Linked DNA regions of Mus musculus: all the other regions are linked to region 2. A link is a contact called in public HiCAR-type, HiChIP or PLAC-seq, capture Hi-C and promoter capture Hi-C data. All regions are on one chromosome and are shown on one strand. The core of a region is the stretch at or near the end of the contact, and the rest is flanking DNA. Distances in the headings are between cores, read along the strand shown. Region 1 holds the start of Art4 (ADP-ribosyltransferase 4). Region 2 holds the start of Fam234b (family with sequence similarity 234, member B). Region 3 overlaps Gm44140 (a long non-coding RNA gene). Region 4 holds the start of Plbd1 (phospholipase B domain containing 1). Region 5 holds the start of H2aj (H2J.A histone). Region 6 holds the start of Pde6h (phosphodiesterase 6H, cGMP-specific, cone, gamma). Region 7 holds the start of Smco3 (single-pass membrane protein with coiled-coil domains 3).

Evidence for each region. Promoter capture Hi-C pulls out the DNA fragments that hold promoters and counts their contacts. HiCAR-type assays count read pairs that join an accessible place to other places. HiChIP or PLAC-seq counts read pairs in DNA pulled down with a chosen protein or histone mark. Capture Hi-C pulls out chosen DNA fragments and counts their contacts.
Region 1: an H3K27ac HiChIP or PLAC-seq map of large pre-B cells shows a contact between it and region 2, with 5 times the contacts expected there. The contact joins the promoter of Art4 here to the promoter of Fam234b in region 2. A contact is called at or near these places in 1 of 39 promoter capture datasets (pre-B cells) and 1 of 115 datasets of contacts at active chromatin or transcription factors (large pre-B cells).
Region 3: a contact with region 2 is called in a FOXA1 HiChIP or PLAC-seq map of pancreatic cancer cells. The contact joins the enhancer-like site here to the promoter of Fam234b in region 2. A contact is called at or near these places in 5 of 39 promoter capture datasets (cranial neural crest, embryonic stem cells, frontonasal cranial neural crest and 2 more) and 3 of 115 datasets of contacts at active chromatin or transcription factors (astrocytes, embryonic stem cells and pancreatic cancer cells).
Region 4: a promoter capture Hi-C map of liver shows a contact between it and region 2, with 2.8 times the contacts expected there. The contact joins the promoter of Plbd1 here to the promoter of Fam234b in region 2. A contact is called at or near these places in 6 of 39 promoter capture datasets (the 3T3-L1 cell line, hippocampal neurons, liver and 2 more) and 1 of 115 datasets of contacts at active chromatin or transcription factors (astrocytes).
Region 5: a HiCAR-type map of astrocytes shows a contact between it and region 2, with 3 times the contacts expected there. The contact joins the promoter of H2aj here to the promoter of Fam234b in region 2. A contact is called at or near these places in 5 of 39 promoter capture datasets (the 3T3-L1 cell line, erythroid cells, hippocampal neurons and 2 more) and 3 of 115 datasets of contacts at active chromatin or transcription factors (the NIH/3T3 cell line, astrocytes and large pre-B cells).
Region 6: a capture Hi-C map of embryonic stem cells shows a contact between it and region 2, with 4 times the contacts expected there. The contact joins the promoter of Pde6h here to the promoter of Fam234b in region 2. A contact is called at or near these places in 1 of 39 promoter capture datasets (embryonic stem cells) and 1 of 9 other capture datasets (embryonic stem cells).
Region 7: a contact with region 2 is called in a promoter capture Hi-C map of adipose tissue, with 3 times the contacts expected there. The contact joins the promoter of Smco3 here to the promoter of Fam234b in region 2. A contact is called at or near these places in 2 of 39 promoter capture datasets (cranial neural crest and hippocampal neurons), 1 of 115 datasets of contacts at active chromatin or transcription factors (astrocytes) and 2 of 9 other capture datasets (adipose tissue and liver).

What each region holds. Positions count from the first base shown.
Region 1 is chr6:136,856,322-136,859,021 of GRCm38.p6, forward strand. It overlaps Art4 (ADP-ribosyltransferase 4), which reads right to left and starts at 1,279. Exons shown (of 3, transcript NM_026639.2): 1 at 842-1,279. The coding sequence starts at 922.
Region 2 is chr6:135,196,435-135,199,280 of GRCm38.p6, forward strand. Fam234b (family with sequence similarity 234, member B) reads left to right here and starts at 1,553. Exons shown (of 13, transcript NM_028982.4): 1 at 1,553-1,667. The coding sequence starts at 1,631. Gm36533 (a long non-coding RNA gene) reads right to left here and starts at 1,590. Exons shown (of 2, transcript XR_869506.2): 1 at 1,442-1,590.
Region 3 is chr6:136,497,995-136,501,022 of GRCm38.p6, forward strand. All of the region lies in intron 3 of Gm44140 (a long non-coding RNA gene), which reads right to left. Among named protein-coding and RNA genes, the nearest start is that of Gm44140, 19 kb to the right of the region's middle. Within about 2 kb of position 1,482, at least 126 of the 459 cell types and tissues checked have an H3K27ac peak or open chromatin away from gene starts, as enhancers often do. A contact at or near this core is called in embryonic stem cells and pancreatic cancer cells, where this site is marked.
Region 4 is chr6:136,660,521-136,663,561 of GRCm38.p6, forward strand. It overlaps Plbd1 (phospholipase B domain containing 1), which reads right to left and starts at 1,373. Exons shown (of 11, transcript NM_025806.2): 1 at 1,042-1,373. The coding sequence starts at 1,159.
Region 5 is chr6:136,806,854-136,809,553 of GRCm38.p6, forward strand. It overlaps H2aj (H2J.A histone), which reads left to right and starts at 1,395. Exons shown (of 1, transcript NM_177688.4): 1 at 1,395-2,700. The coding sequence starts at 1,487. The coding sequence ends at 1,876.
Region 6 is chr6:136,952,995-136,955,848 of GRCm38.p6, forward strand. It overlaps Pde6h (phosphodiesterase 6H, cGMP-specific, cone, gamma), which reads left to right and starts at 1,529. Exons shown (of 4, transcript NM_023898.4): 1 at 1,529-1,585.
Region 7 is chr6:136,834,014-136,836,713 of GRCm38.p6, forward strand. Smco3 (single-pass membrane protein with coiled-coil domains 3) reads right to left here and starts at 1,437. Exons shown (of 2, transcript NM_001039558.2): 1 at 1,344-1,437. All of the region lies in intron 2 of BC049715 (cDNA sequence BC049715), which reads left to right.

The DNA of each region.
Region 1 (2,700 bases), core at 29-2,528, 1.7 Mb after region 2:
CTGGGAGCACCTCCTCTTGGTGAGCGAGGGGCTGGAAAGTACACCCCTCTTGGAGGTGGGGAAACAGTTGAATGTTGTCTAGAGGGTGCCGAAAGGAGGCTCCCTGGCTTCGGTCAGCTCGTTAGTGAGAACTGTATCAGCATCACCTACACTCAACCATTTCTGGGCAAAACAACGATGCTTTTCTCATGAGCAGCACTCACCAAAAGGCAAGATTCTGCCCAAGGCCAGCGTTGTTGGGGGCGGAGCTAGAGAACACACGGTTTGGTATTTTAACCGTGTGATTTATGATGTCATGCTGTCTAGTTACATACAATCTAGAGTCAATTTTACAGACTGATTGGATGATGTGAACCAGTGCACCAGATTTTAAAACAAGCTTCCATTAATCCAAGCCAAGAATCACATTCTGTCAAATATCAAAATGAACTCTGACACATTTTTAACATGTCTCCAGATCTCAAATGTTTCCTGTGTCACCCATTATCATTAGCTTATTTTTAGTTTATAGATATTTAAAATTAGGATACTCCAAATGTGTGCTATCTGTATAAAGCGGTTTTGAGTTAAACAGGTTAGTCTACATTATTGCCCCGGTGGAATCATTGCTTTAATACTTAAAAGAATCGGGAAAATAACTCAATGGCACTCACATCAATTATGCCAGATTTATGACTTAAAAATTTTTAATTTTTATAGCAATTTTCCCTGTCACTCTTTACTAACATTGTTTATTCTTAGATTGCCAGTGGCTAAGTTCTTAGCAATTAGGTGGCCCCCAGGTGAATAGCCTGTTGGTGCATCGTTGATCATGAGAGACCAACTTTTCGATAGCCCCTACCTCAGTGCTCCCCGCGGGTGTCTGCTGGACCCAGAGCAGTAGCAGCAGGGTGAGCTGCCCTCCTGGAAGCCACAGCGCCATCCTCCTGTCTGTAGCACTTGGTAGACACGTTCTCTTAGATCTACTGGTCAGTGGGCAGCTTGGTGGTTTGTGTCAGCAACACTTCTTTATTCTGAAAGCCTCGTCCCAGAATACGCTCTAGAGTCCTCCTTTGGCATTTTCTTTTCCGGCTGTGTCTGAGGTTCTGCTCCTGCCGCAACTGTGACTTCTGTTGAATATCAACAACCTCAACAACCGACAGTTTCCTCCAAGGTAGAAGTCTAGCGCCTTTGCAGTGTTGAAGTCTCCGCGAAAGGGCCAGATGTGCGCGGCACAGAATGGTTTTCAGTGTAAAGAAGGCAAAAACCGTCTCTCTGTCTAGTCGGCATGCAGGGGAATGCCAAGGGTCTGTTCAGGGTCAGGCTGTGCAGTTCAGCCTTGCCTTTCCCAGATCGACAAGAAAAGGCATGCTCCAGGAGTACTCGGGCCAAGTCCCATTATCTGCAGCCCCAGGCTTTCCCTGTGAGCCACTGCAGTGGCACATGAAGCGCAGCTGGGGAGATGCGATCTTAAGGTGGACCTGTGTCAGGCTCATCTGGCAGTGCTGATAGCCCTGCCCTGGAATGATTGCCCTCCAGCAGCACAGGCTTTTAATGTTGTGTGTTCTTTGCTGCCTCTCCACGGTGTGTTTGAAACATCCCCGTTCAGAGACGGGGGCTGTTGGAGTCACAGCTTTGAATGTTTATTTCTTTTGAGAGCTTCAGGTTTTCTATCTATTGTAATCTGCAATGAGGCCCGCAGGCAGGAGTTAAGTCCGACTTTCCACTGTTAACCACATTTCCTGCTCAAGTCTGGCTGTCCTTCCACTACTCCCGACCTTTCAGAGTCTGCTGGCTCGCAGACGTTGTTTATGTTCCCTGCCTCTTATCTAACTGTGACAAGAACCAAATTCCGTTCTTGGGAATTGTGGTCCTGCTTTCTTTTTACCACGTTAAATATTGGTCTGTCTGAAGTTTCCCAAGTCATAGAAGCATAAAAGAAGGAACGCTAATTATTCAAAATGATTGCTTGGAGAAAGCCACTATTTTGATTTACATTTTGGCTTTATACCCACAACACACACACACACACACACACACACACACACACACACACACAGAGCAGAAGTGAAATCACAAGACTTTGTATACTGTTTGTTTCCCATTAATGTTTTATTTATTTATTTGTTTGTTTCTCACAAGTGTGTGTGTGTGTGTGTGTGCTTGTGTGTGTGTTCAACTTGAGTGTCTTCCTACCCCTCACTCTCCACCTTAGTTTTTGATCCGGGCTTTCAGTGAACCTGGAGCTCACAGATTTGGTAGTGGATTGAGAAGCCCCGTGTCTGCGTCCCCATACTAGGACTGCAGGCGCGTGCTGCGTTTGTTCTGTTGTTGCTCTGCCTGATGAGTTCCTGTGAGCTGCATGGCCAGTGCCTTCCCAGCAGAGCCGTCTTTCCAGCCCTAATGATTAATTTTTCAAGGGTTTTTTTCAAGATAGTGTCTCATATATCCGAGGCTGGTTTTGAACTCAATATGGAACTGAGGCTGACACTCAATCTTTGATCCTCTGTCTCTATCTCCTGGGTACTGGAATAGCAGGGGTAAGCCATCATAACCTGTTTCTATGGTACTGGGGGGTCAGACTGCCAGGCCTTTATGCTAGACAAGCACTCGACCAATGCAGCTGCATCAGCAGCCAGCACTGTAACATTTACTATTAATGTGTGTGTGTGTGTGTGTGTGTGTGTGTGTGTGTGTGTGTGTGTGTGTAGCTCGAACTTG
Region 2 (2,846 bases), core at 303-2,802:
GTGAACTGCCATGTGGGTGCTGGGAATTGAACTTGGGGCCTCTGGAAGAGCAGCCAGTGCTTTTAACCACTGAGCCATCTCTCTAGCCCCCAAATTTACAATTTTATTACTTAGTAAATTAAAAATCAAAACATTAATTAGCCATGTGCTATGGTACATGTCTATAATCTCAGAACTGGGGAGACAGAGGCAGGCAGATAGACCTCTGGAAGTTCCAGGACAGCCTGGTTTACATAGTGTGACTCTGTCTCAAATAACAGCAATAAGACATCAACCAGAAGGACACTAGGTTACTGACGAAACATTAGTTGTTGGTGCTAAGTGTTTTGCACGTTTATATTCGACTCTCAGAACAACTCTTGTGGAACAGAAACGGTTTATCAGCATTAAGCAGACGGTGGGGAGACATGACTAGATAACTGAGACACTCCGGGGTCAAGCTAATGCTCTCAGTATTAGCTCCATCTCTTGGTGCCTGTGAGTGAGAAACCAGTCAGCTCCTGTTTGCTGGACCTCGCAAGCCAGGGCAGCAGCAGGTAGAGTGTAAATACTTCCCTGGAAAGAGCTGAGATCAGGAAACCCAGGTCTGTGCCACAGCATACCTCAGACTGCACTTAGGACAGGGAAAAGAGTCACAGGAGCTGTGTGCTTTAAAAGGATGGTGTCGCTTAATTCTCTAAGCAACAAGGCGATAGCATCATTTTCATTTCAAGAGAGCCAGCCAGGTGTGGTGTTGTGTGTCTGTAATTCCAGCACTTACACAGTGAAGGCCGGGGTGGGGGTGGGGGGTTAGGAACTCCAGGCCAGTTTCAACTACATAGCCAATTCAATGCCAGTCTATACTACATGATCTCAATATATAAATAAATAAACAAATAAACCAATAAATGAGTAAACAAACTAATGAATACATCTCTCTCTCTCTCTCTCTCTCTCTCTCTCTCTCTCTCTCTCTGTGTGTGTGTGTGTGTGTGTGTGTGTGTGTGTGTGTGTGTGTGTAAACAGGGTCTCACTATGTAGTCCTGGCTGGCTTGTAACTCTATGTAGACCAGGTTGGCCTCAAACTCAGAGAGGCAAGCTCAACCACACTGAGCCATAGATAAGTAAGTGAAACAAGCAAACAAACAAATCTGGTGCTTGGAAGTGGAAGCAGAAGGATCAGGAGTTCAAGGTCACCCTCACCTACAAAGCCAGTTTCCATTGAGACTCCTGGCTCCAAAACAGATGGACAGACTGACTGACAGACAGGACAGACAAACAAACAAAGCCGAGTCTCAGTGACTTGCCAAGATGGCTCAGGTAGTAAATTGCGCACGCAGGCTTCAAATTCAGTTTGTCAATTCCAAACCCACGCGAACTTCACAGCCCGCGCCTTCTTAAGTATCTACAACCTCATTCTAGGTTCTTCATACACAGGTTGGGGAGAGATGACTTTCCTTACCGGCTGCTGAGGCGCAAGCGACTCAACCTTGGCTCCGCGCCGCACCAGTGACCTGCGACAGTGGGCGCCTCCTCCTAGCTGGGCTCCCGGCAGGTCACACCTTTCCCGCCCGCAGCCCCACGCGCGGTTCGCAGCGAACTACACTTCCCGGCAGGACGCGGCGCGCGCACGCGCACGGGGGCCTCCGCCATGGCGACAGTGCTGTCCAGGGCTCTCAAGCTCCCGGGTAAGGAGTCTGCAGCCCCGCGACCACGCTGTGGAGACCTGGCCTGGGGAGATGAGCGAGGCGAGGCGTGGCGCGGCGGGGCCTGGCTGTTATCTGGGAGGGCTGCAGCGTCCGGGGTAGAGGAAGGGGGCTCCCGGGTGTGAGTCGGGGACCGGGGACGCTCGGGGACACTTGGGGACTCTCGGGGACTCCCGGGGCAGACATTGCTGGAGGTGCGCGGGGCCGGGTCGAAAGTGGAGGGACGAGACGGTTACTGTCAGGTCAGAGCGCATGTCGTCGCAGTCTCCAAGGGAAGGCCAGACATTGGAGCATCCTTCCCTGAGCGCCGGGACTAGCTGCTGCTATCTGGGGCTGGACCAGAGGGGGAGCCGGGGGCTGCAGGACTGTAAGTGAGTGGCCTGGGCAGAACAGCATCCACTTACTGACAGCAGCTTTGCCGCTGTGAGCTAGCCCAGACAGGTGTTCTCCTTCCTCCTGTGTGCAGGAGGAAAGAAGAAAGATTAGGAAAATGGCTAATTGAATCACACGGGATCACACAGCAGGACACTGTGCTGTTTGAATTGCACTGTTTTAACCAAAGTGTATTTATTCTGTCGTTGGCAAAATTTAAACATTTAGGGCTTTCGAAAAATCTGTGGCTCCACTTAAAAAAATTAAACACTAAGTTATAAGCATTTATTGGCTGATCACATAAGACAGGAAGCAGTTATTTTCTCTGCCACGTTAGAAAGGGTCGCTCTGATAGTAAGCCTGAGGCCCTAGGAGGGTTGCAGGGACCTTGTTCTCAAAGAGTTTCTAGTCTGCTACCTTGAAACCGGCCTTGTATTTTAGATAACAAGAGACTCCATGTCTTTAGATCTTTCTCCCCTTTGCTGGCTGCTTGGAACTCTGGAAAGAACAGTGATACGATCTGTCTTGGAGTGTACACAATACTGAAATTAAGAGAGAGGCTTGCTTTCTCTGCAGGATACATTGACTTTGACGAAAGTACCCTGGGTTTTGAATGCTATCTTGTCAAAGGCATTTTCAGCCCTTTTTGTTTGTTTGTTTGTTTGTTTTTAGAGTTCTTGTTTTAGTTCAGCATAGATGATTGCTACTCTCTGAGAATAAAACAGAAAGGGAATGTACCTCGGGGTACAGGCTTACTTAGCACCCACAGAGCCAAGTCCCCCCCCCCCC
Region 3 (3,028 bases), core at 232-2,731, 1.3 Mb after region 2:
GGACTTTCCACTGGCTGTCACATGACTTCTAAGAAGCTAGTTCTTTGGCAGGGGAACCGAAGTTTAACTGGCCTTAAGGTGACAAGGCCTTTGTCTTTATGGAGATGAGAAGGCCCAAGCCTGATTTGGGTAGGGAGCAGGCCCCCGTCCTGCAGGGCTCTCTGAGAGATGTCCAGGGCATGGGCAACACTTGACCACTCCTTCTCTGGCTTGAGAACCCAGGGCAACGCTGTATCAGCAAAGCCCAGTAGGCATTTCAATCACAATGTAACAGTTAATCATCCTCAGACACGACACAAGAGGGTATCAGACCCCATTACAGATGGTTGTGAACCACCATGTGGTTGCTGGGAATTGAACTCAGGACCTCTGGAGGAGCAGTCAGTGCTTTTAACTGCTGAGCCATCTCTCCAGCCCTTGAGACTAGATTTCTTTATGTCACTAGTTCTTAACCTTCCTAATGCTGTGACCCTACAATACAGTTTCTCATGTTCTGGTTGAATGAAAAGAAGAAATAAAAATGAAAGGAAAGGACATGCGTCATCCTAGGTATGGTGGAGAACAACATTTATTACAGGTGTGTGGGAGAGCAGAGGCAAAGGCATGTGGGAGATGGGGAGTGGGAGGGGGAGCAGAGAGGGGAGCCAGGAGGCCAAAGTTACACAAAAGAGGGCAGGTAGCCAAAATGTCTGGATTATATGCAGAATAGCCTGTGTGGAAAAGGAAGCCCATGCCCTAGGCTGGAGAGTTCAGGATGGGGGTGGAGTATGCCAGACTAGGGGATGCTGGAAGAACCTGATTGCCAGGACCTCTTTGATATATTAAATGAGGACCTCAGTTGTTTATTCTGGGTTTGAAAGTTAACAGTGGTGACCCTCAAACATAAAATTATTTTTGTTGCTACTTCATAAATGTAATTTTGCTACTGGTATGAAATATAATTTAGGCATTGCATATGCAGGATATCCAATATTTGACCTCTGTGAAAAGGTTGTTTGATCCCAAAAGGAGTCTTGACCTGCAGGTTGAGAACAGCTATTCTCTGTAGTCCTGGAATAGCTGTGTAGACCAGTCTCACCTGAAACTCATAGATCTTCTTCCGGCATCTGCCTCCCAAGTGCTGGGATTTAAGGGGCACGACACCACACTTGGCTCAAGAGAAGCAAATTTGGAAGCAATGTGTTCCTGGTTTTCTTCAGAGATGGTTTTCAGCCCCGAAGTGAAAAACCACAAGGAGGTGTGTAGAAGTGAGAGCCCAAACACGGTCCTCAGTTAGCTCGAGTTCTTGTCTCATGTTGTAGCTCAGAATGGACTCACAAAACTCACAGTCTTTCTCCTGCCTCAGCCTTCCAGAGGCCAGTCTTACAAGTGTGAATTACCACACAGTTTGCTGTAACCCTCTTAATTGATGGTGTGTAGCTTGTGACTCATGTTCATGTTCTCAAGCATGAGTCAACATTCACTCAGCTGAGGGTGTGGGAACCAAGGACCGCATTGGCCTGCCTTCCCACTCAAAGTAGCTCATCTGATCTCTGGGCAGGACAGGACATGCCTTCCTGCCTCCCACAGCCAGCTTTCAGGAAAATTCCACTCTCATTCTTCAAGGCCTCGAGATTAGCTGCTTAATCTAGCATTTAATGTCGACAGCCTTGGACACTGCGGGTTTGTTTGTTTTGAGAGAAGGCATTCGACTGTTCTGCTCCTGAGGGTGACCTTACACTTCTGACCCTCCAGAGGCTGCCTCCCACTCGCCGGATCACAGGGATGCACCACCACACCCAGTTTATGGGGGTGCTGGGGATCAAATAATAGGAAGCTCTCTGCCTACTGGGCCTTTGTCCCCATTGTCCCCAATGCCAACAGCTCTCCTTTATTCTCTCCGGTGAGCACTCGCTTTCTGAGGCTGACCCATTGTTTTCCTCCCTAGCATTTTGCACAAACTCCTACTCTTGTTTGTCTCCTGAGCTATCTCAGTCGTCCAGTCCAGCCTGGAACTCACTAGCCCATGCTGGTCTGCTGAGTGCTGGGACTACAGGCATGGGCCTCCATGTCTGGCTTTAGAAATTTTCTTTATAGCTGACATATCCAGGTGTTTTCTTTACAGTGCTTGAGAACTGACTGGTAAATACAGGCGAAGCACCGCGCTTTAGGAGAGGTTCAGTTCTTCCTGTGGTCGTCTATACTTACAACGTCAGCTTGAGACAGTAGAAGCAAGAATGGCAGGGGCTCAAAGGTAGCCTCTGTTAGTAAGCTTGAGGCTGCATGATACCTTGTCTCAAAGACAACACCACGCATGAACAAAACCCCTGTCCATACATAGTGCATGCCTGCAATCCCAGTGCTCTGGAGGCCAGGCCAGGGAACTGAGGCAGGTTTAAGGCCAATCTGGCTTATACAATCCGCTCTAGGAGAGTAATTAGTTAAGGCTTTGCTTATAGAAGCAGTAGGGTGGGAACTTGGGGAGAAGAAATGAAGATTGTAACTCACTAGAGTTCCAGCCAATAGGGAAAGCAGGAATGTCTTATGATCAGGGACTTGAAAACCACAGGGTAGCTATTTTTGTCTTTTCTCTATGTTGGTGTGCCTTTCTGCAGAATGGTGAATAGGAAACTGCTTTACTCTCACCAGTTAGTCTCTCATATGTATTCTCGAGGGTCTTGCTTCTCACATCCCTTCTGCCACGGGCAACATGACCAACATGAGAAGGAATTCAAAGTTCTCATAATTGCCTCAGTTCTGATAAGCTAAGGAACCCTATGGGCTTTTCCAGTCCCATCCCCTCCTTACAGCTCCCCCCCACCCCCATCTGCTGTCAAGGCTAGGCCAAGTTCCATTCTCCACCCACAGGAACATTCTTGAGTAAAAAAAAATCTCAGAAAAATGGCAGAATGTACTGATTAATAATCACCTGACCCTCTGGAAAGTCCCAGATAGAGCTCAAATGCGTGTCATGATCTGCCCATGCTTGCTGGCCAATAGACTTAAAGGTCAATATGCTTAGCCAATGTTTGAACTGTAACTTTGGTGA
Region 4 (3,041 bases), core at 123-2,622, 1.5 Mb after region 2:
CAGCTTTTCTGGACTAAAGGGTGTGTGTGTGTGTGTGTGTGTGTGTGTGTGTGTGTGTGTGTGAGCGTGAGCGCTCATGTGGCGGGGGTAGGGAGGGATGACCAAAGAACATACAGCTAAATCAGGGGAGACATCAGGCACTTCCGGACCCTTCTCATCCCACAAGCCTGTGCCCACTGGGAAGTTTCCAGACATGAGTGGAGCAGGCTTTGAAAGCAAACACTTCCAAATGGCAAGGGTGCGGGTACTCGTTGAGAGACGGTAACGAGAAAAATCAGCGACTTTTGAAAGGGGACACTGCCCGCGTCCCTTCCTATTCTTGAATGGGTCAAACAAGGAGACGATTACGAAATCAGTCGTCCTCTCTGAATTTGACTTTTAGAATCTTCCAAGTCTACGCATCCCACAATTCATTTTGGTCTTGTTACAAATGGAAGGGTGAGACTGGAAGGACACCTGTTGAGGCCTGTTTTTTCTGAAGGGAAGGATTACACCAGTGCCCTCTGGCAACCCAGCTACCTTATCGCTTAGGCAAATTCCTGACTTCCCCCCAGTCGCAGCCTCTGTGCAGTAGAACGGAGACTTTAATCCACTTTAGGATTCTGAGGCCATTCAGAAGAGCTCAGCAGCCTTAAGCTCTGGCCCTGTCCCATATCAAGATGGCATAACCAGTTTGCTATCAGTTCTCTTAAGTCCAAGTCACTTGTCTACTTCTAGAAGCAGAACAAAGGTCAGCTCGAAATCACACCTCAGTCTGATTTGGAAAAATCTCTGGACTGGAGCCTTTTGGACCAGTCGAGGTTGTCCGGGACAAGATATGGGACAGAATTAAGGCCAAAACATTTTACGTTGGAGAGCCCTTGTACCCTCCTTCAATGCCACCGCTGATCCACCTCAGGGCTGGAACGTAACCCGCCAGGCTCCCCACCAAGAAGTACGACCCAAGACGCCCCTAGATGCAAAGCTGTTGGGACTCTGGCCAGCCGCCGGCGTGGGGGTACAGGGCAACGCCCCTAGTCCGCGGGCGGCCGTTCTGCTCACCTGTTGGGTCGCTCTGGCTGGCAGCGCCAGCCGCCCAGGGAGGCTGCAGCAGCAATGGCAGCAGCAGCAGCAGCGGCGATGGCGGCCTGAGGCTCCTGCCAGGGCTGCGGTGGCACATCGCTCCTCCGCTGTGACCTCGGCCTGGTTGGATTAGGTCCCGCTGGCGCCGGCGGTGGCAGCTGTTGCAAGAGCCGCACTTGAGGATGGTAGCAGGGCGCTGCGTTGCAGAGGCCGGGCCGATCTTAACTTTCTTCTGACATTAGTCTTGCCTGCTTGGGCGCTTCACGTGGCCTTGGGAACCAACCTTCGCCCTGCTGAGCCCCAGGCTAGGAGAGGCGGATCCTTTCCGTCTGGTCTGACCCTCCAGCCACCTGTGGGCCAGGCCGGGAAAGTTCTCTGTCGCGCTTTTGGGAAGTGCCGGGGCTGTGCTGCTTTCTCTGGTCGCCTCCTGGAGGGTGGGGCTCAGGGCTAAGGAATCAGTTAAAGGTGGCCTTGGTCCCTGTAGCAGAGGATAAGGAAACCGAGGCAGCAGTGGGTCGCATGCCTCCCCGTAGGTCGGATTCTGTGGCCTTCTGTCTTCTCAGGTCCCTCATCCGTCAGGAATCAGGGCTTCTTGCGCCAGCCTGTCTGACCTCAGGAGCTCAACACCTCCAGACCTTAGCTTTGTGTCTTCATTGGGCGGAGCTGATTCACGCGGGGCTAGAAGCAGATCTACCCCTGAGCTTCCATAGAGACCCATGTCTGGGCAGGACTCGCTGAAGGCAACATTGTGAAGTTGGCCAAGGGTGCCCTAGGTGACATTGTGAAGTAGGCAACAGACTTCAAGCTGACTGAGCTCATCTTTTGCTACTGAACCCAGGCAAGCAAACCACTGTAGCTGGGTTTGTAAAGCGTTCCAGAAGTCGAGGCAGGAGGATTAATGAAAGTCTGAGGACAATTTGGGCTACTGAATGAGACACTGTTTCCAAACACCAAAATATAAAAAATCCAGATAAACAAATAAATATTTTTTAAAAAGTAATGAAGAAGTGCCTTTGTTAGAGGAAGAAATAAATTTGTCATTGCTAGAAATGACACCTGTGAATTATGAAATACAAATCACAATTTCGTTTGGTAATATTCATTTAGTGGAGAAAGAAGCTGCAGGCATTGTAGGGACTGTACATAAAATAAAAACGAAGGTGAACGGTACCTTTGGGTCCTATGGCACGTGGCTAGTGAAGTGTCACCCCAAAAAGTGCAGGTGTGTCTCCATATCCCACTCTGTGACCTCACTGACCCTTCTGATCCAAGGAGACAAGTGTTCAGAGGAGGTGACTCTTTCAGGATGCCTGATGGGGGCTGGGCTCACCCACCTGATGGTTTGCTTGCCGAGTATTTATTGACTTCAGTGTTCCAGGATAGAGCCCTGTATGACACCGGGTCTGTAGAACACCAGACTAGTCGATGAAGTGGTTGGCTTGTTTTGAACGAGCAGTTTAATTGGATTAGACTTTCTTAAACTCAGTACTGTTGAAATTCTGTCCAGTTATGAGTGAGCATATGTGTGTGTCCGTCCGTGTGTGTGAGTGTGTCCTGTGCACTCTGAGGCCTTTAACATCCTTGAAAGTGCCTCCAGACCACGTCCAGTATTCCCCAAGGTAAAAAGTACTAACCTAGCAGAGCACTGTTACAGTAATTTGTGGTACATTTTGACATACTTAAATTGCGTTTTTTAAAAAAGATTTATTTATTTATTATATGTAAGTACACTGTAGCTGTCTTCAAACATTCCAGAAGAGGGAGTCAGATCTCATTAAGGATGGTTGTAAGCCACCATGTGGTTGCTGGGATTTAAACTCACAAGCTTCGGAAGAGCAGTCGGTGCTTTTAACCGCTGAGCCATCTCTCCAGCCCTTAAATTGAGGTTTTTAAACATCCAAAAGAATAGTGACAGCCAACTCTAGGTGAGACGGTCCAAGGATATTGGTTTCAAAATTGCAACTGGAATGAATAGGGCA
Region 5 (2,700 bases), core at 145-2,644, 1.6 Mb after region 2:
CACAACTTTAATCCCAGCATTAGGGAGGCAGGCAGATCTCTGAGTTGAAGGCCAGCCTGGTTTTTATAGTGAGTTCCACGGCTGCCAGGGCTACAGGAAGAAAAGTCTCAAAAACTAAAACAAATAGAAAACCTACAAAGCTTCTTTTGCAGCTAGCTCTCCAGGTGGGTGTGTCAAGGAGCAGATGACGAAAGCTCGTTCTAGGAGGGCAGAATTCAGCCAAGGAGCTATGGCTGAGCCGGAATTGCTGTGGCACTCACAAGCACAGACCCTGGAGTCAGATAGTCAGATTTGAAAGTCGCCCCTGGCTATACTGGAGACTAATTTCCATGAGTATGGTATGAGGGAACAGAGGTGCTCTTCTCTGGGCTTCCGGTTTTTGATTGTTTCCAGGTAGTTTCTCTCTTAGGCCAGGCTCAATTCAAGTTCTCCATACTCCTGCATCAGCTGGGTTTATAGGCACTGAACACCATAGTCTGCTTACTGTTGTATTTTATTTAAAAAAAAAAAAAAAAAGCCGGGGACGTTTGGTGGAGGAGCGTTATTGTGCACGTAGGGGGTAGAGGGGGTGCGGCCCATGCTGAGGTACCAGCCACAGGACGGTATAGTAGTTTATTTAGGGCATGAGGTGAGTTGAGGGGGTAGTAGCGAGAGCGAGAGAGAGAGAGAGAGCGAGAGCGAGAGCGAGAGCGAGAGAGAGAGAGAGAGAGAGAAAAGGCCGAGGGGGTGTGCGGGTGGAGGCCGGCCATGAACACGTGGAGAGAGGGGTAGGGGAATGGGAGAGAAGGGACAGAGGGCTAAGAGAGTAAGAAAGCAAGAGAAAAGTGTGGGTGTGTGTGTGGGGGGGGGCAAGCAGCTTCTTTTACAGTGGGTCAGGCACACCTGGCTGCTGCCAGGTAACTGTGGGGCGGAGCCTAGAAGAAATGCCAACACCATCATTTTTATTTTTTGAGATAAGGTCTCACTTCCTAGCTTGGTCTATAACGCACAAAGTAGCCCAGGCTGTCTTTGTATTGGTAATCCTCCTACTTCAGCTCTTTCTCCCTCCAAAAGCTAGGATTACTGATTTGAACCAAGTATGGCTTTGCTTAACTCCCCGTTTTCGCTGCCCTCCCTCCGTTCCTTCCTTATTAGGCTGGTATGGATCTTGGAATATCTACAGCTGACCTTAGGCTCCGGGCAATCTTGTATCGGCTACCCTAGTGCTGGGATTGCAGACTCGAACCACCCAGTTAACTACATCCTGGCAGCCAATCCCAACAAGTTTGAGGATGCCTGTGAACTATGTAAATTAGGACTAGAAATTTGAGCTTTTGATTGGGAGACATCTGGATGGGCGGGGGCTCTGCTTCCGCGAGCTGATTGGGTACGGTACCTGCCTGTCACGGGCGGCAGCGGCTGCAGTTTGGCGAGGCAGTTCCGGGGTGGCGCGCGTCGTCCCGGAACTGAGCGAGCCGGTGTTGGAGTTCCAGGCGCGGGGTCGAGCATGTCCGGGCGAGGCAAGCAGGGCGGTAAGGTGCGCGCCAAGGCCAAGTCGCGCTCGTCGCGCGCGGGCCTGCAGTTCCCCGTGGGCCGCGTTCACCGGCTGCTGCGGAAGGGCAACTACGCGGAGCGCGTGGGCGCGGGAGCGCCCGTGTACCTGGCGGCGGTGCTGGAGTACCTGACGGCCGAGATCCTGGAGCTGGCGGGCAACGCGGCGAGGGACAACAAGAAGACGCGCATCATCCCTCGTCACCTGCAGCTGGCCATCCGCAACGACGAGGAGCTCAACAAGCTGCTGGGCCGTGTGACCATCGCGCAGGGCGGCGTCCTGCCCAATATCCAGGCCGTGCTGCTGCCCAAGAAGACGGAGAGCCAGAAGGTGAAGAGCAAGTGAACCCGACAGACGGGTGCAGAGCCCGCCCGCCACAGTCCGCAGCCAATAAAGTCGGTGAAAAGCGAGTAATCTAGAGAGCTGTGTAGTCGCGGGACCGAGGGGGTGTTGGGTGGGGACGAGTTCCAACTTTGAGCGTGACGCAGGCCACCTGTGTGGCCATGTGCGAGCCGGAGGAACCCAGCGGGTGGATTGGGAGAGCCCCGTCGCATCACCGTGGGCAGGAGAAGCGGACCTAGTGCCCAGAGGCTACTCTGGAATTGGCTTTGCCTAACTCCCCAGTCTTAGGGAAAAGTGGTAGGGAAGGTGTTGCGAGCTGTGAACAAGAAGTTGCCTCGCTTGTCATACATAGGAAGGTTGAGCTATATGTACCCTAGCCATTTGGAAAAGACAGGAACTTGGGATCCTTGGTGGGTGCTAGTTATTTATGGTAGTATTTAAGCTAATAGATGTTACGTATTCGTGATCTGAATGCCAGCCATCTTCACATTGCACACTTGTGTTCAATATTCTTTATAATGAAGTAACTTGTGCAATACGGAAGTGAGTCACGAAGTTTGCGCTCTGGATGGTGTTGCGTAACAGCGGGGCCCTCGGTCTTAAGTAGTGTATGTTTAGCAGCTCCTAAAATGATCTTCTCTTGGTGCTTGCGGTGGTGTTACCCCTCATCCCTGCATTTGGGAAGTAGAACGCCTTTCGTGGCTAGATAGCGAGTTTGTGGCCGTTTCTGAACTACATTAGACCGTGTCTCAAAATATGTTTCTGTCTCCCCTCGAGTTTTAGCTGCATGGCAGCCTCTTATCCAGCACTGATTCTGAGAATCAGCC
Region 6 (2,854 bases), core at 279-2,778, 1.8 Mb after region 2:
AGCTATGTGTGCATCCTGTCTGTCCCCAGCAGTACTGTGGATACAGACACACACTCGACCACGCCCAGTTTTTCCTGGCTTTGGATATTTGCACTCAAGCCCTCATGCACGTACAGCGAGTACTTTTATCGCTTGCTCAACTCTCCAGGGTTGCTGCTCTTTGAGCAACAGCATTCTGGAACACCTACCTACTCACCTTACAGCTTTCCACGCCGCCTTTGTGAATTCATTTCAGGAAGTGAAAAAAAAAATCAAGTAATCATCTAAGCATCATGTTCCTGGAGATGCGAATGGACCTGCAGCCTCTGAGGAGGAACCCAGCCCAGGATTGAACCCTCTACTTGTTCTACATAAAAATTGTAGCGTTCAGGATGGCTCTAATGTTGGCAAAGAGCACGGGAGAGCATACAAACAACTCTTAAGCTGCTAAGCTCCTCTTGTAATCTGCTTGGGGCTGTGGGTTAAGAATCTTTCCTTGCCTTGGGAGGACAAATGGCTTTCTATCTTTGTCACCATGAGGAGTGCAGTTCTCTAGCAAGTAGAAATCTGAGGAAGGCGCACTTTAGTTCTAAGGCAAAGTGTAGAAATGGACAGAGAATCTGCATTTCCTTCCTTATCTGCATGGCTAGGAGATAGTCAAGAGACCATTGAATATCCAGGGTTTACAAGTATCCAACTTGCTCCAGATTCCAATACCAACCTTATAAGCAATTTTGAATGTGTTCCTGACTTTCTGTATGATAAAATTGTCAAAATGGTTGAGTGTCCTGTGAGCTAAGGTCTACATAAGATTTATGTAAGGCAGCACACAAATTGATACTAGTAGCTGAATGCCATGTGAGGACTGAGCCAAGAGCTGTAGTAATTAGATGACAGCCTACAGATCATAAAAATGTATGATCTAGTGATTGGTTTTCAATCACCTGTTCTAAGGTTCTGGAAATCTCTTGGCCTCATTCCCTATCAAATGTCACCGAGCTTCAATGAATAACCTTTATGTCTCATGTCTATGAGGAAGTACACACAATGCCATTTAACCAGAGATATTCTGTACTCTTACATTTTATCATTTCTGTGATCAGACTCTTTATAGTGGTAGAGGACATGAGAGTTGGCTTTCTCTAGATATGTACAGTCTTATAAGAATTATGCCTCGTGTGTGTATGTGTGTGTGTGTGTGTGTGTGTGTGTGTGTGAGAGAGAGAGAGAGAGAGAGAGAGAGAGAGAGAGAGAGAGAGAGAGAGAGAGAGAGAGAGAGAGAGAGAGAAACAAAAAGAATATTGAATCAAAACCTGAACATCTGCCCTGGGCTATCAACATTTCATGCATCTGTGAATTCAATGTGCCTTCACTGCGAGAAGATGCCCCTGTCATTTGGTAAAAGCATCCTTATCAGACAACTCCTAAGTCTGTCTCAGTCACACCCCCACCTCCCCCCACCTTCCTTGCATCTGGTTTGGTGCCCTAAGCCTATGACGCTGGGCTTAAGTGGCAGGAGGGATATATATCAGGATGCAAAGATCTTTGTGTCAGCGACTAGACAACTTACGGGAACACATTCGGCTCTGGGGGATTTTAACTCGTGGTAAGTATGAACACAATAATAACTAACTAAATGAGTTGGAGGGTTGATTGGCTGTAAAAACAACAACAACAGAACATACAAGAAGAGAACACTCTGATCTTGTGGGTCTGACCTGAGTTTAGGGGTTGAACTCAGGACAGAACACACTCAAACCTTTTCATAATGTCATGTGACAAACTGGTGCGTGGAATGCGGTTATTACCAGTTCACTGCAAACCTTGATTGCTGAAGTTGTTCACAAGGTACCGAGAAGGACCCTCCCTGTTTGTGGCTTCCTGGCAAACAGTTTTCTGGAAAAGGATGGATCTGAGGCATTAGGCAACCACAGCACAAATAGTTCTTTACTCCCGGGATGGCCTTGAGGCTGATGGGACAGTGTGAGCGTGGGGAAGAAAGCAAGCATTGGGGTGACCGCAGGGCAGCGTGGGTGACGTTGCCTTCTCCCTCTGAGGTCAAAATGTTTGTTTGCTCTATTCTGAAACAAGGTACATGCTGGATTGTCTTTTAGTGGCTTCATTTTGGCTCTTGTTTGGATCTTTAACTTGAATCTCTCTGTCTCAGAGAAACCATGGGTAACATCTATGGGCCTTACCTATCAGGGGAAGAAATGGTAGTGCCCTGTCTGGTTCCCTTTTTCACTTCATTAACCATGCGTCTGTTTATCTTTCTATTTATCTTTGCTGAGGAGGAGGTGATCTGGAGTTTTGGGGTGATGAAGGAGCATCAGAGAGCCTGTGGCAATCCCTCCCCAGTGGCTTTGTTTTTTGGTGCATTTCTCATGAAAGGTTGAGCTGTGTAATTCCACATAGCTGAGCATCGTTGCATTGGATACCCAACACATCGTGCCTTGACACAGCCCTTCTTTCTGCAGAAGAGCATTTCGTAATCTCTGAAGCAGGAAGGATGCATTAAAAAAAAAAAAGAAAAATAGGTTCTCATACAGGGATGGATTCCTTGACACTCAGAAGGACCTAAGTGTGAACTAAAGTCAAGTCTGATATTTAGTGTGGGCACATTAGACACCAGGACTGAAATGACACACACATATTCCAGAAGTCACAACCTTTGGTGATGTCTATAACCAATAGGACTCTCTTCCAAGGAAAGAAAGATTCATATTTGTCCTGATTTCCCCAAGGCTTTGCAGAGACCCAGAGGGTAAATCTGTTCCAGAAACTCCGTAAGGATCAATTGGGTTTCTCAGCTACTCTAAATTGCAGCATCCCCATCAAGCTCAGAGAGCAGAAGTCTTTCATGGAGCAAACACCA
Region 7 (2,700 bases), core at 187-2,686, 1.6 Mb after region 2:
CTCTCAGTCCACCCTGTGACTTCTGGAAGCAAACTCAGGTTGTCAGGCTTGGCCCACACGTTTACCCCCTGAGCCATCTTGTTGACTACATATTTTATCGTCTTGACAAATATTCAAATTGCATTTCAAAAAGCTTTTCTGCTGACACCCACAGTAAATTTTTATGCCATGCTGCTGGTGTCTGTCTGCTATGGTCTTGCTGAACTTGGGGAACATAGGATGCATTTCAAAAAGAGTTGTTTTTCTAAGAATACAACTGAAGACATTTAAGATGAATTGATTAGGCTGTTGCTATTTGTATCTCAGTAAAGTGGAAGACATAGTAGATCTGAGTGACAGAATGATAGGATGAGCCTTGTTCTGATCATTTCTAAAGCTGGGCTGAAGCACGGTCCATGTAAGCCCAGTATGCCAGGGCTTCCGTGGAAGTATCGACTGAGGCTTTCACATAGTAAGTAGGTGTTACCTTACGTACATGCACACACACACACACACACACACACACACACACACACACACACACACACACACACACACACACAGGACAGTGAGCTGAGGTGTTCTCTCAGCTCATGCACTGCTGTCTCCCTCCTCGGTGTGCACTTGTGAGTGAACACAGAATACAGGCAAGGCCAGACACTTTGCAGAGGAAAGAGCAGCTGCTCTCTAGCCCGAGCTTCACTTAGTTCAATCAAAGACATGCTGCTCAGTGTTTAGTGAATCCTGATGCAATGGTCCTTTTTCTGATACAAATTCCTCTAAATTTCCTCTAATATTTTGAGCAGAATGACTTCATAATTCTGAGCAGAATGAAGCCTGTCACAGTTACCCATCAGCATTTATCACAGGATTCTGTTGTGCACTTGAGACATTTCTCAGAAAAACATTGTGTTTCCCCCCACAAAGGCTGCTTAGAGGCACAGACTGTGTCAAAGTATGAGTAACTTCATCGTGTACAGGCAAGTGCTGTTCATTGGCTCAAGTAAGAGCCATCTTTATTCATTCATGACAATTTATGTGTGTCCCTCATGACACTGAAGATACAGAGCATCTTCCAGACACGCATTGCACTTTCCCACATGTAGCATGGCTCCATCTCCAGCCTTCCTAACATTCATGTGTTCATTGCCTCTCTCCCTCAGTGACTTAGTTTTACAGCTCTCAATAGAGTTCTTCCTTCCCTGCTGCCTTCAAGGAGGGAATCTCCAAAGCATGCCCTGAGAGCCCCTCGGACAAAGCTGACACGGTCTATGGCCACTCACAACTGGCATTATCCCAAAGCCTGTAATTAAGGCTTGTTCTTCAGAGTATTCTAGTGCTCACTGAGTCTCCACATCACTTACCTTTCTGGGTTTCCCAAGTGTGTGTGCTCTCCGTGTCTCAGCAGTGTTGTCGAAGGGTTATCCCGTGGGCTCATCTGGAAGCTTCTGGTGGAATGTGATGAGCCAGGAGATTTTCTGCTCTCTGCTGGGTCCCACTGCCCATCTGGTTCACAGCCATTTCTGCCTGGCTCAGTTTTCACAATACTTCTGTTTCCTATAATCATATGTTTCTGTTGCTATAATCATAAGCAATATTAACTTAGTCATTATAAAACTCTCCAAAATGGTTTTGTATTTTCTTTTCTTTAGCTGAACAAATCCGGCTCAGTATCATTGATGACTCTTCAGTTGGGGACAGTTCCTTCTGGCTCAGTGTCAGTGATGACTTCAGCTGGGGACAGTTCCTTCTGCTCCTTCTGCATTGTGGCCTCTATCTGCTGCTGGTTTTGTTCAGTTCTCAGGAAATACAAAACCCATATGGCCAAAATGTAAGCAGCAGCTCCCCTCCCAGGCTAGGTGTGCTGCTCCTTATCACTGCATCATCTTAACAGGGGAACCAGTCCGGAGGACGCTGTGCCTGATGTCCGTTCCCTCCCTCCTCTCCCTCCCCACCCCATGCACTTCTCCTTGTTCTTTCTGGAAATCATGCTTCTTTCTCTTTAGCTGTAATTGTTTTACACACACACACTCCTACATATATAAATATAGCCTGTTCATTTCATAGTTTTGCTTGTATAGATATGGTTTCTGAGCCATAGTGGGGATTGGATATCCCATAGGCTGTTCATCAGCCTCGCCTCCCTGGGAAGTCTCTCTCCCCATCTCAGCTCTCAGCATTCCTTTGTTGTCTGGCTATTCCTAAAGCCTCTGAGACTTCCCTCTTCTATGTAAATGATGCATGTCTAAAAATATATTTGTGCAATTATATGTGTATTTATTTATGTGTGAGCCTAAGTGTAGGTGAATACCACATGTACGGAAGCCTGCAGAGGTCAGAACAGGGCACTGGATCCCCTGCTAATGGGGGTACAGACAATTGTGAACTGCTGTGTGGGTGCTTGTAACTGAAACAAGGCCATCCAGAAGAGCATTCAGGGATCTGAACCCCTGAGCAATCTCTCCAGCCCGGCATGTCTATTGATGCTGTATTTGTAAGTTACAACTGAAGATGGGTATTTATCCTTATACTCCTTTAGATCTCAGGCTCAAGGAAAAGTCTTAGTACCCAAGGGACTACTGTAGTAGAAAGTATTGCCCATCTCTGGGATGCTTTGAGGACACTAGGGTGTGACAAAGCAGAAGAAATCACTGCAGAGATAAGAATGTATGGAACCGGTTTGTGCAGAAGGTCTGAGAGGGAGTGACATCCCACCCCCAC